Linked DNA regions of Oryzias latipes: region 1 is linked to region 2. A link is a contact called in public Hi-C data. All regions are on one chromosome and are shown on one strand. Each heading gives the region's core, a stretch centred on a gene start, on an enhancer-like site or on the middle of the called end of the contact. The rest is flanking DNA. Distances are from core to core; before and after follow the strand shown. Region 1 holds the start of vps54 (vacuolar protein sorting-associated protein 54). Region 2 overlaps LOC101169415 (UTP--glucose-1-phosphate uridylyltransferase).

Region 1 (6,010 bases), core at 1,643-4,142, 33 kb after region 2:
TTCCAACATAAATTATTTTGAGATGATTTTCCTGATATTGTGCTGACAGTAATGAGACGGGAGATTTTTCCTGTAATCCCCTCATCTCTGTGATGAGATTAACAGCAGAGGGTCTTATACGTCTGTGCTCTTAGTGGTCAGCACAAAACATTAATGCTTCAGTCCAGCGTTAGTCTGCAAGATGCTGCTTCAACGAACCGCTTCAGTGAAGCTCCAGAATTTTCATAGTTTAAATAAGTATTATATCATACTATAATAGGTCAACAGTGACAGTTTTTTATTGCATCTTATTTATATTATACATTACAGAAATGCCTTAAAATAAAATGCTATTTCAGGATATTTTGTTAGGTAAATAATAATTCCATGAGCCTTTATATTTTATTTTTCTTTAAGGCAAGTGTCATCCTAAATGAGTAAAAAAATAAATAAAACCATCAAGTCACAGATTGAATGATTTTAAAGTAGCAGCGCTGTGCGAGTTTCGGTGCATCAGGACTATTTCTGCACACTTTCTTTGCTACATCACAAACATTAATGAGCAAAAGTCTAGGAAAACAAAGTGATGTAATCGAGTGCATAAAAGTGCAAGTGCTATTTTTGACTAAGAATATTTGCAGGAAAGGGAGGAGATGGTTTAGGGACAGCAGCACTGAGTAAAAGACAAGAGAGCGAGCTGAAAATGTTTAGATTCTCTTTGAGAAAGCTGAGGATGGATAGCATTAGGAGGAAGAACACTGGAGTGAGTTCATGTTAAACGTTTAGGAGAGAAATTCAGGCAAATCCAGGCAATTCTGACAAAAGAAAAGAATTAAGGCTGCAGTGAAGAAAACATGAAGATGCAGACTTATTTACCTGGTAACAACCTTTCATTCAACTCAGTTTATTTTACTCTAAAAAGTAGTGACAGTGGTTGTCTTAAAGCAGCAACTCAAAGCATTTAGGCATGTAGACATGATCAAGATGATCTGTGCAGTTCAAAGCGAACACAAGAATGTGATTTAAGTGACTTTGCATGTTGCATTGTTGTTGGTGCCAGATGGGTTGGTCTGAGTGTTTCATTCACTGATGATCTACCATGTCTAGGGTTTATAGAGATTGGATCGAAAAAGAGAAAATATCCAGTGATTGGATAATAGAAGATGGGAAAAACAATAGAAGATTGAAAAAAACGTTGTCTGGTCTGATCAGTCTCCATTTCTGCTGTGACATTCGGGTCTGAATTTGGCATTAACAACATGGATCCATCCTGAATATTGTTGCTGACCATGTCAATCCCTTTATGACCACAGTGTACCTTCTGATGGCTACTTCCAGCAGGATGAAGCGCCATGCCAAAATTAGTTTATGTTCATTGGACTCAAATGGCCTCCACAGTCACCAGATATAAACCCACAGAGCACCTTTGGGATGTGGTGGAATGGTAAATTGGCATATAGATGTGCAGCCAAAAAACTTGCAGCAAATGCATGATGCTATCATCTCAATAAGGACCAAACTCTGAGGAATGTTTCCAGTACCTTGTTGAATCTTTGCCACAAAGGATTAAGGCTGTTTTGAAGGCAAAAAGGGGGGGTCCAACCCGGTACCAGTAGGGTGTACCTAATAATGTGGCTGGTGAGTAATCAAGCATACTGGGAAAGGAACTGATAAGAAATGAAGTGAATGTGAACCAAATACATAACTAAAACAGAAAAACTACATTTACCATCTGATGTGATCAACTCAGAGAAAAGACAGGAAAGAAACAGTAGCTGTGATGCAAAGGTAGGTGGAGGGCCCATGTTTCGAAGGTTGCAGGTTCATTTCCTGCCTTTCCTGCTCGAGTGTCCGTGGGCAAAACACTGATCCCCTCAACCTTTCCACATGGTTAAAGATTATTATTGTAATGCAAAACACTTTTGACCTTAGAAAAGCCCTATATTGATATATAAATAAGTAATTAACAGCCATCATGGCTTCAACATTCATGAATGTAAGAAAGCAGACAAAAAAGATCTGGAGTACAAATGTCCAATGTGCCCTGAAGCTCTCACCACTAGTATCTGTTTTAGTCTGTTTATAGCAAGATAACCAGAAGCATAGTGGGTCACCTGAATTAACCTTAACAATCATCTTTATAAGATTGGTTTTATATAAAAAAAATTCCAGAACTAAAACGGGAAACTGTTTTAGAATTTAAATTAAAAAAGAAAAACTCAAAATGCTAATTTTAGCATTTTAGCTTTGACAACTTTAGAAGACAGAAGCTTTTAACAATGTCTTGACTTCAACTGTAGGCTGAAACTAATTATATAAATGAATACAAAGAGAGTGTATAAACCCACTTTTTAACTATCCCATGAAAGATTAATTAGACTTTTGTGTTACAGTTTAAATGCTCCGACCTGAGCTGTCAGATTTGCTCTGCTGCTAACTAGCTAGCATGAGCTTGTTGGTAACTTTCTCATTTTTCTGTTTTTAATAGAGTTGACATGAAAGTGTACCTTACACACCGATACAAAAACTCGATTATTTTTTAATTCTGCGCTGAAAGAGAAGAATATCGCAGAGTTGCTGTCAAAGCTAAAGCTAATGTTGACGGTTACAAACAGAGCACAGGGCTAATGCTAGCAGAGACAGAAGGAGGTTCCGCGCAGACACCAAACAAGCCGAGATTCGTTTGGCAGCCTCGGAGTACCGGTCGCTCGCCTACCTGTCGTGTGGAGCGCAGCAGTCGGAGTTTCCCTTCTTTACCATCCCAGAAACTTCACAGGAGCCGGGAGGAAAACAAGCTGGCACACTGTGCAGTCAGCACCGGCACTCCGACCATCATGCAATGCGGGGGAACACAGCGACGCGGCTTCTCCTCTTTCACATTCACACACAGACTGTTAAAACAACGCACTCACACCAGTTGTGTCTGTGATTTGAAGCCCAAAGCTCTCTGCTGCCACCTGTCGACCATACCGGTAACAACTGTTTTTCCAGAAAAAAAAAGTTTCAATTATACTTTTCTTTTTTTTAAACCAATTTAGATGCAAATATTGAACAGAACTCAAATATTTAAAAAGGCCTCCTTCTAAACTAATATATTTTTACATATGTCAGTAATTTTAATATAAATATTGGACAAAGATCACTTCAGGTAACAGAACATGCAGTTTTTGATCATTACATTGATAATTGTAATCTGAACTGTTGGAAAAACAGCCTCCATTTTGTTTTACTTTCTTTGTTGACTTTAGAAACATGTTAAAATCTCTGTTTAAATGCCTCTTCTGCTTCTGCTCTGATGAAACAGGATGCAGTTTCTAGAAAGGTCCCGTTTTGTGACAATTCTTTTGCTTAGTTGCGTCTTGGAGTCTCCCATGGATCTATTTTTGCCCAAAAGTTTATGTGAACTTTGACCTGAGCGAGTCATGTTAGGCCTGCCCTTTTGCAGTTTCTTTTATAACTTCCTGGTTGAGTCTTTGTGTAATTGGGCCAGTCTGCATATTTCTAGGAAAGGTTTTCCATCCTTTTGGGTTTATTTCATGTTCTGTGTCTTTGTGATCTTTCATGCAAAGAAACAAACAAAATGATAACGTTTATCTAGAAGGAAACAAACTGTGTCAAAACCTCAGCAGTGTTTTTTATTGTTTTCCGTTGGTACAAAAACAGTCTGAGGCAAAACTGCATAGCTGTGATAACAAACCAAGAGTCATACATAAACGCATTAAAATGACAAAAAGACAAAAAAGTCCATTAACTAGTGGTTAGGTCAAGAGGTGCCTGTTTAGTTAAAAAAAAACAATCTATCTTACTTTATTAAAAAGCTGAACTTCTAGAGAAGAAACAGTCACAGTTAAATGAAGATGAGTATCAGGAATGACCTCATGGGGGCTACTAGAGAACACTATACAGAGTTCAAAACTAAACAATGCTTGTTTAAAACACCTTTTACATTTTTGATTTGGTTGGAAGAAACAAAAAAACTCCTTTTCAGATACTTCCAGTCGCAAGCAGCTTCACAAGTTTCCCATAATGCACTTTTCATATGAATTAAGGTCAAAATGAATAGACAGATTAGGCAACAGTTTACCTGATTTCAGAGAAAGAAGATCCCAGAGTTTTGAGTTACATTTCACATTTTTTGACACTCCAGTGTTGTCCAGAAAATAGATTTTGTCAGATGTTTAGGAAAAACACAGGCAACTTTCCTGCTGTTGAACCGATTCACTAAAGAGGCACAAGAATAAATAGAGGAATTAAACTACAACTTTTGCCAAAAGGGCTTCCACCTGCAAACTGAGTTAAATAGAAGTACAAAAAAATCTGTCAGGAATCTACCAGATGAATGCACTTATTTGGAAATTTAAAAAAAAGGTTTACTTAAGTTACAGCCCCCTCCCTTTGTTGGTTAATGCTGTGAAGTCACAGGAGTTTTCTAGTCCAGCGGGCTTTGGAAGATGAGTCTGATGCAGGGCGTGTCGGCGCTCAGCGGCTGGATACAGAATGGGCAGGCCTGCGTGCCGTGCGGCAGCGGGATCTGACTCCAGTACGCCGCTGTCTTTTCAGAGCAGACATGTCCACACGGGACGAAGGCGTGGGTGGGGGGCTCCGCGTCCACGTAGAAGCCCGGCTCGCAGCCGAGCCACAACGGCACGTAGGGCCCCCTCGCCCGACACATGGGACACTCCCAATCCTGATGCTCCGCCTCATCCGCAGGGCTGCGGCGCCCCGCCCAGCCGTGGTACCCGTGCACGTGGCCACAGCGCAGATACACCCAGGGCTGCTTCTCCACCACCACGGCCTTGTGTCGTAGACTGGGGAAGGCCAAAGTGTTGAAACCCACGGGGCACTGCGGACGCCCGGCGTTGAGTTCCTGCCGCAGCGCCTCCAGGTGTTTGATGGTGGGGGTGAGGGCAAGTCCCTCCGCCGTGCGCCATAGCAGGGTGGCTCCACAGAGGTCGATCAGTGAGCCGTCCACCAGCTCATTGGACTCTGACTCCACCTGGATCAAACAGATCATGTAATTTACTCTTTAAGCCTCCATCCATCAATCTTTGGAACCATCTGAATCCTTTTCAGTGTCTGCGCCAACAGTCCCACCCACTAATCAGAGGCAACTTGCTAAAGAACTACTGCCGCACTGCAGAATCTATGTCCTAGAAAACAACAAGTTTTTGGTTTTAGCTAAAAACAGCATAATCATATTTAAAAAAACACTGGGAATGTTTTTTTTAAAATAGATTAAAAGATGATTAGAGTGGGTTCTATAAGAAAAAAAATGCAAATATGCCAAAAGTCTTCTAATTCCAGGACAAGGTTTGCAAAAACAAACAATAGGTTCACATAAAGATCAATAAAACAAATAATCAAGAATGAAATCTCAAAGGAGAACAGAGTTTTCCAACTTGCCTTCAGTTTTCCTATAGACCATGTGCTGAAAATTCTATTGTTCTGGCACAATTTGGTTCAGTATCAGGAAACGCAACTTTTTTCTGCAATTTTCCAAATCATGTTTTACCCCAAAACATAAGAGGGATTTCCTATTTGATTGTCATTTTGGACAATCAAAACCCCACAAACTGCACTTGTCTGTGCGTACCACTCACCATCTTCTCTCTGTGCTGTGATGATCTGGTCTCCCGGAGCGCAAAGACATTGCCGCACACAGAGATTTCCCTCCACAAACCGGGTTTGGAGTCCTGACTGAAGCCGTTGTGAGGATGCATCACCAGCACACCGTTGGTGGTCAGTCCATCCATCTGACCGTCCCGCATCCTCCACTTGGCTGCCTTCTCCTGTGAGGAACAAAACAGTTTTTTTCTTTTAGCACCATCAAACAGTTGATTAATTAGTAAATCACTCGATCGTTTGCTGCAGTGATCTGTTCGTCTGACCCCGAGGAAGATGTTTTTGGAGGAGTCGAAGCCTGCAGCGTAGATCCGAGCAGAGAAGGGAGGGTTTCTCTGGCAGATGATGCGGCAGGCGAAGCGGGAGATGGTGCTCTGAGTGGTTTGGTTGTCAGTGAGGATCTGCCCTC
Region 2 (5,982 bases), core at 1,159-3,658:
TCCGAAACCGGCTGAGAAAGTCCCAGCCGGGAGAATAAACTCATGAATTGAGCTTTCAGCACTTTTGGAATAAAGTCTAAGCCTTAATTGTTTCCTTAAAGCAAATGAATAAATGCTTTAAAAATAACCTGCAGCTTTCATCAAGGCCACACTGTTTTTCATCCGTTTGGAGACTCTGGACTCACTGGGACAAATGCCACTGGCCTGCTTGTCTGTCGTTTGTGCTGAGTAAATATTTGAGTGGCTGATTTCTCCGAAAACTGGAGATCAACCTTTACATGCAGCAAATCAGTGCACAAAGCTAGGAAGCACAAATAGGGTTTTTTTAAGAGCAAAACAAAAAGAAATAAAAACAATTAAAAGGACAAGCAGAATCTCGACATCTTTGGATACATTAAATATTATTTTTTTAATAATTTAGAGAAATATTTGCTCAAAATATCCAGAAAGACAACTTTTTCAGCCACAATATTTGTTTTATGCTCTAAAAATATAAAAATAATACTTTTCAAATAAAATAATATAGTAAATCATTTTAAAATAGTATTTTAATTGTTTGCTTTTGGCTGTCTGTTTTGCTTTTTGTTGATGTCTGCGATTATCATGTTTTCTGCTCCAGATTTTTACATCATTGGATCAAAGAAGTCTGATGAGTTAAAGTCCAGTCATTATTTATTTAGGAAAATTTTACTGATTCAATTTACCCTCAGCAAAAAGGAGTAAATAAATGTACTACACTTATACTTAGTCTATACTAAAGGTGATGGAGTATACTTGAAGATTATATTTGATATATTGATTTTTCAAGCCTTCCCTGATGTTCTGTCACCTGAAATGTAGTTAATGGATTTTTTGGGCTTTTATGGTTCCATTTATTTGCTCAACATCAGCAACTAGTGATGGCCGACTCCTTCTCTTTCAGATCTCCAGGAAAGACTTTGACGGCTTCAAGAAGCTCTTCCACAGATTCCTGCAGGTCAAAGGTCCCTCAGTCAATTGGGCCAAAATCAACCGTCCACCCGAGGACTCGGTAAGCGCCAGATAACCCGTCACTGTTTACCGGGCTTCACCGGGGGGCCCTGAGTCAACACGGATCCCGGTTCAGGCGTCAGAGCAGCGGAGTTGAACTGAGTTTGCTGCAGAGTTATGTAACAAAAAGGAGAGAATTCCACTGATTTAAAATTGAATCTAGTTATGTAGTTATGTAGTTATGTAAAAAAAATTCTGATGTTTTCCACTAAAAATCGATTCTCCAACTTTTTCACTTTTATTTCTTTGTTTTCTTACTAAACCGTTTGGATCCATTTCACATCTGTTAAAAAGGAAAAGAGAAATTCTCTGCAATAATAAAAGATCTGCTTCCAATTTTCTAGTTTTACTGATACTGGATTAAATCAACATCAAACATGAGTTTAATTTCCACAAAAAAAATAGCTACATATTTTATTTATTGGTCCCTGTGGTTCTGGTTGGGTTAAATAGACCCTTAGAGATTCTAGTGTAAAAGGTGTTACATAACAATAGTGCTGCGATATAGTTTGGAGGTCTGAGGAAACACAAACTGAACTAACATGAATCCATTTTTATGCCACAAAGGACAAAATAAGAATAATTAAGATGCAGTGAAACTTAAAAAGTAGTCATAAGCTTTTTTTATATGAGATGATTACTTAAAAACAGTTAAAAACTAAACTCTAAAAAGCAGAAAACTGTTTTTAAAGGAGGCGGTTTTGTTAAAAGTTAAACATGGTGGCCTCCTTTGGAGAAAGAAAAGAGACGGTAATTGACATTTTTCTGTATACAGTTTGCCTTCATGTCTTATAGTTTTAGAATTTACACATTTATGTGCTTCAGACAAACATAAAATAGCAAAAACCTTATTAATTTAAGCAGTTTTATTCAATCAGTCATTTTTATTTGTGCAGTACTATTCATCAACATGCTGTCGAACCCCCCCAAAAAACTCACATTTAGACATAAATTTGAAGAAAATACATAAGACACATCAGATTAAAAGCAACAACAATATAAAATAGACATAAAAAGGGAGTAAACAATTATTTTTCTAGATCAGAAAACAAAGAAAATCTTGAAGTTTGCAAACAAAAACATCCCGTTTTTTTCCCCCTCCTCATGAAATCTCTCTGTGGTCTGTGAACTGCAGCAGCTTCCCTTCAGGAAATCATGACAAGAGAAACCTGAGCGCACGTGCAAACCATGTTTTCCGTCATATGACTTTTTATTTAAATGATTCAGGAGAGCGTACGTCGTCACTAAAGTTTGTAACCAGAGCTGACAGACGGCACTGCTCAACACCGCTCGCCTCCTTCCTGCAGCTCTGCAAAAATACCCGGCAGAGCGAAGGTTACCACCCAGAATAGTCTGACCGCTGCAGCATTCGAAAGCTGTCGGACCGTCGCTGACATTTGTCTCCTGCAGACGCCCCCCTAGTCCTCTCAGCTGCTCTGCAGTGTCACATGACCGCGTTCAAAGAACATGAAATATGATATCCCAAGTGTCCTGAGTTCAAACATGCTGGTGAAGTTAAGGCCAACTCTGAGATGGATGTCTAGTATGAGTCTCCAGAGGTGTGGGGGTTCTGCTACTGCGCTTCAAGTGTGCTTTACTTTCTGGAACACGCGTGTGTCACATGCCCAGAGATAAACCCTAAAGCGTCCTTCAAGACCAGAAGAAAAACTAAACATAAACGCAGTTACAGTCTCACTGCGATAATCCTTTGATCTATTGTAAAAGCTTTCCTAGTGGTGATGATTATGCTGATTTAAGGCAAAATCCAAAAACCTGTGTCGTTTTCTAGGACATAGTTTCTGCAGAGCGGCAGCAGTTCATTTGAAATTCACCTCTGAGTTGAAGGTGGGACCGTTGGCGTGGTGCAACCCCCCCCCCCCCCCTTCCTGTCACTCAAAACTGAGAGTTCTCCATTTACGCACTGTCCTGCTAGCTTACAGCCCCTCAAACCCCAAACCTAACACTAACGGTGCAACAAAAATATTCAACAATATTGGAGCTGTGCAGCCGTACAGTTTTGAGCCAGATTCCAGTTCAGACGAGGAAAGCAAAGTCGTACATGGATCCATTTGTCTACAAGTGGATGCATCCGAATGCAGCGGAACAGGACACTTGTGCCCCGCCCTTGTGCCCCGCCCAGCGTATTTTTTCGACCTAACAAATAGGATCAAACAGCAATTTTTCATCTGCTCCTGATTCAAAAGGATTTGAATAAAGAAATATTTAAAAAAACAACGTTAAGCTTAATTTTCTTCAGATATGTCTTCTATCATCAAGAAAAATGCCAAAGGAACATGCTAAAAACACCAAAAACACGATTTTCACCAAAGTGGGTTTTTAAAGAGAAGTTCTTTTACTTAAGCGCCTCGTTTTCAGTACAAAATCTAAAAAGAGTTTCACCGAAAAGGAAGAAGATCAGGTCATCTGTGTTCAGTAAATGTTTCAGGTTCTGTGTGTCCTAAGGAGCAAACTAAATATGAAAACATCTAAAAATAAATACTACAACTTTATTTAAATATCTTAGAATTAAAGAAGTTTCACCAAACCACTAAAAAAAAAGTTAGGCAATCATTGCGGTGTTTAGATTGATCACATCTGAGTCAAATATGAGCAGAAAAAGCAGGTTTTTGGAAGTGTCTATGATGTTGAGTCTGCTTTCTTTGATGCTCCATCAGATCCAGCCCTATGACAGGATCAAGGCCAAAGGACTCCCTGATGACATCACCACCAGTCTCAACAAGCTGGTGGTGGTCAAACTGAACGGAGGACTTGGAACCAGCATGGGCTGCAAGGGCCCCAAGAGCCTGATCAGCGTCCGCAATGAAAACACCTTCCTGGACCTGACGGTGCAGCAGATCGAGGTGCAGAAACACAGAAACCAAGTACGAGTCGTGTTTTTAACTCCCGTGTGAGACTTTTTCCTCTGATCTTCCAGCATCTGAACAAAACGTTCAACACAGACGTGCCGCTTGTTCTCATGAACTCCTTCAACACTGACGAAGACACCAAGAAGATCCTGCAGAAGTACTCGCACCACCGAGTCAACATCCACACTTTCAACCAGAGCAGGTGCAACACACATTCATGTCATCACTTCCTGAAGGGCTACTGTGAGAAACTGGAGAAACTCTTCTTAATATCATTAGAACTCTTATAGCAGCTTTTAGAATCAGCTGAAGTCTCTTTAGGAGTGGAACCAGCCCGTGCATCACTTTGTAACAGGCTGCAGACTAAAAAAAAAAAAAACAGCTAAATGCAAAGCCCAAAGCTAGCAAAAAAAAACAATTTGAAAAGGTTCTCTAGGTAGAAAAGAGCCACTGAGGAAACAGAAAAATCCAGATTTCAAAGGAAACTTACTTAAAATGTATTGGGACAATTGTTCCCACACACCATAGGAACATAGGAGAATTCTGACAAACGCAGGAACTGTCTGTGACGTCCCAAAGGCAAACTCGCTCTGCACAATATGCGTCAACCAGCTCTCCAATGTTACAAGGATGCTGCTGATAAAGTTCCATTCACTTTGAATTTAGGTTTATTCTTAAGGGTGTAATGATTTTGATTAATCAACAAATAGATTTACGTTCCGACGATCCAACCAGATCAATCCGTCTGAGACAAGTTGTTAATAAAATCAACCGATTCCATTTAAAATCATTTCAAAATGAAATTAATGTAACCCTTGTGCTATCCTAGGCACTTTAACGTTGGGAGTTGGGTCATCTAGACCCACTAGACAGTGCTCTGAACCTTTTTTCTTCAATGATTAGTGAACCTCACTGCTGTCCATGGATTACATGAAATCTTTCCACCTTTGTCATGGTAGGGAGAACACGTCAATGTAAGGGTGGGGTCATCTAAGATAGCACAAGGGTTAATTTAACTGATATTAGAAAATACCATTTGGATTGAAGTATAGTAGGTTTATTTTAATATAACGTAAAAACAAAGCAAAACAAAGCATAAAATGATCCGTGCATCATTCCAGTCCAAAGTGTGGAAACACTTTAAATTTAGCAAAGACATGTGACCATACAGTGTGGTAGAATATTTAAATAATCTTCTCTTTGGATTACCGTATTTGGATGTGGAAAATCAACAGCAGGCTGAACTTTTGGAAACTAAAACGTGAATGGATTTTTTTATTAATTCTGGTTTGCTTGTTTGTTTGTACACATTTATTTACATTTGATTATCTTGCAAGAAATACAAGGAATCCTGGAAAACTTCACCTGCTCTGTTCAGTAACAGGTACTGGTTGAGGTTTTGAATGAAGATGTACTGAATCCATTTTAGTGATCATTAAAAGGAACCATCATCAACTATGAATCCAATCAGCACCTACAAATAATGATAGGAATTAAATCGTCGGTGAAAAGAATCATTACATCCCTATTTATTATTGATCTTCCATCTGATCTTCACCCGAACTTCAGAGGTAAATTAGGATTTTTGTTTGTTTTCGTGCAGATATCCAAGGATCAACAAGGAGTCTCTGCTCCCGATTGCCAAGGGCATGGGTCTGAACGGCGCCAACACGGAGGCCTGGTACCCACCGGGTCACGGAGACATCTACGCCAGCTTTCACAATTCAGGACTGCTAGACAAACTCCTCGCCGAAGGCAGAGAGTACATCTTTGTTTCCAACATCGACAACCTGGGAGCCACGGTCGACCTCTTCATCCTCCACCATCTGATGAGCCTGCCGGCCGACAGGCGCTGCGAATTTATCATGGAGGTCACGGACAAGACCCGTGCCGACGTAAAGGTCAGTGCAGAGCTCCTGGTTTTCCAACAGAAAACAGAATCCATTGTGGATGGAAGCTCAGGCTTTCCTCTGTGCAGGGTGGAACTCTGATCCAGTATGAGGACCATCTGAGGCTTCTGGAGATCGCTCAGGTCCCAAAGGCCCACGTGGACGAATTCAAGTCTGTCACCAAGTTCAAGATCTTC

What was found. A called contact is a pair of places that touch in the nucleus more often than the background predicts.
Region 1: a Hi-C map of fibroblasts shows a contact between it and region 2, with 2.7 times the contacts expected there. The contact joins the promoter of vps54 here to the enhancer-like site in region 2. A contact is called at or near these places in 5 of 5 Hi-C or Micro-C datasets (embryo, fibroblasts and gastrula embryo).

What each region holds. Positions count from the first base shown.
Region 1 is chr1:8,751,673-8,757,682 of ASM223467v1, forward strand. It overlaps vps54 (vacuolar protein sorting-associated protein 54), which reads right to left and starts at 2,893. Exons shown (of 24, transcript XM_011473287.3): 1 at 2,696-2,893. LOC101169661 (E3 ubiquitin-protein ligase pellino homolog 1) reads right to left here. Exons shown (of 7, transcript XM_011473463.3): 5 at 5,868-6,010; 6 at 5,580-5,768; 7 at 3,594-4,975. The coding sequence ends at 4,409.
Region 2 is chr1:8,719,038-8,725,019 of ASM223467v1, forward strand. It overlaps LOC101169415 (UTP--glucose-1-phosphate uridylyltransferase), which reads left to right. Exons shown (of 10, transcript XM_011473219.3): 3 at 923-1,030; 4 at 3,705-3,890; 5 at 3,965-4,098; 6 at 5,500-5,797; 7 at 5,875-5,982. Among protein-coding and RNA genes, the nearest start is that of LOC101169415, 5.8 kb to the left of the region's middle. Within about 2 kb of position 2,409, at least 2 of the 8 cell types and tissues checked have an H3K27ac peak or open chromatin away from gene starts, as enhancers often do.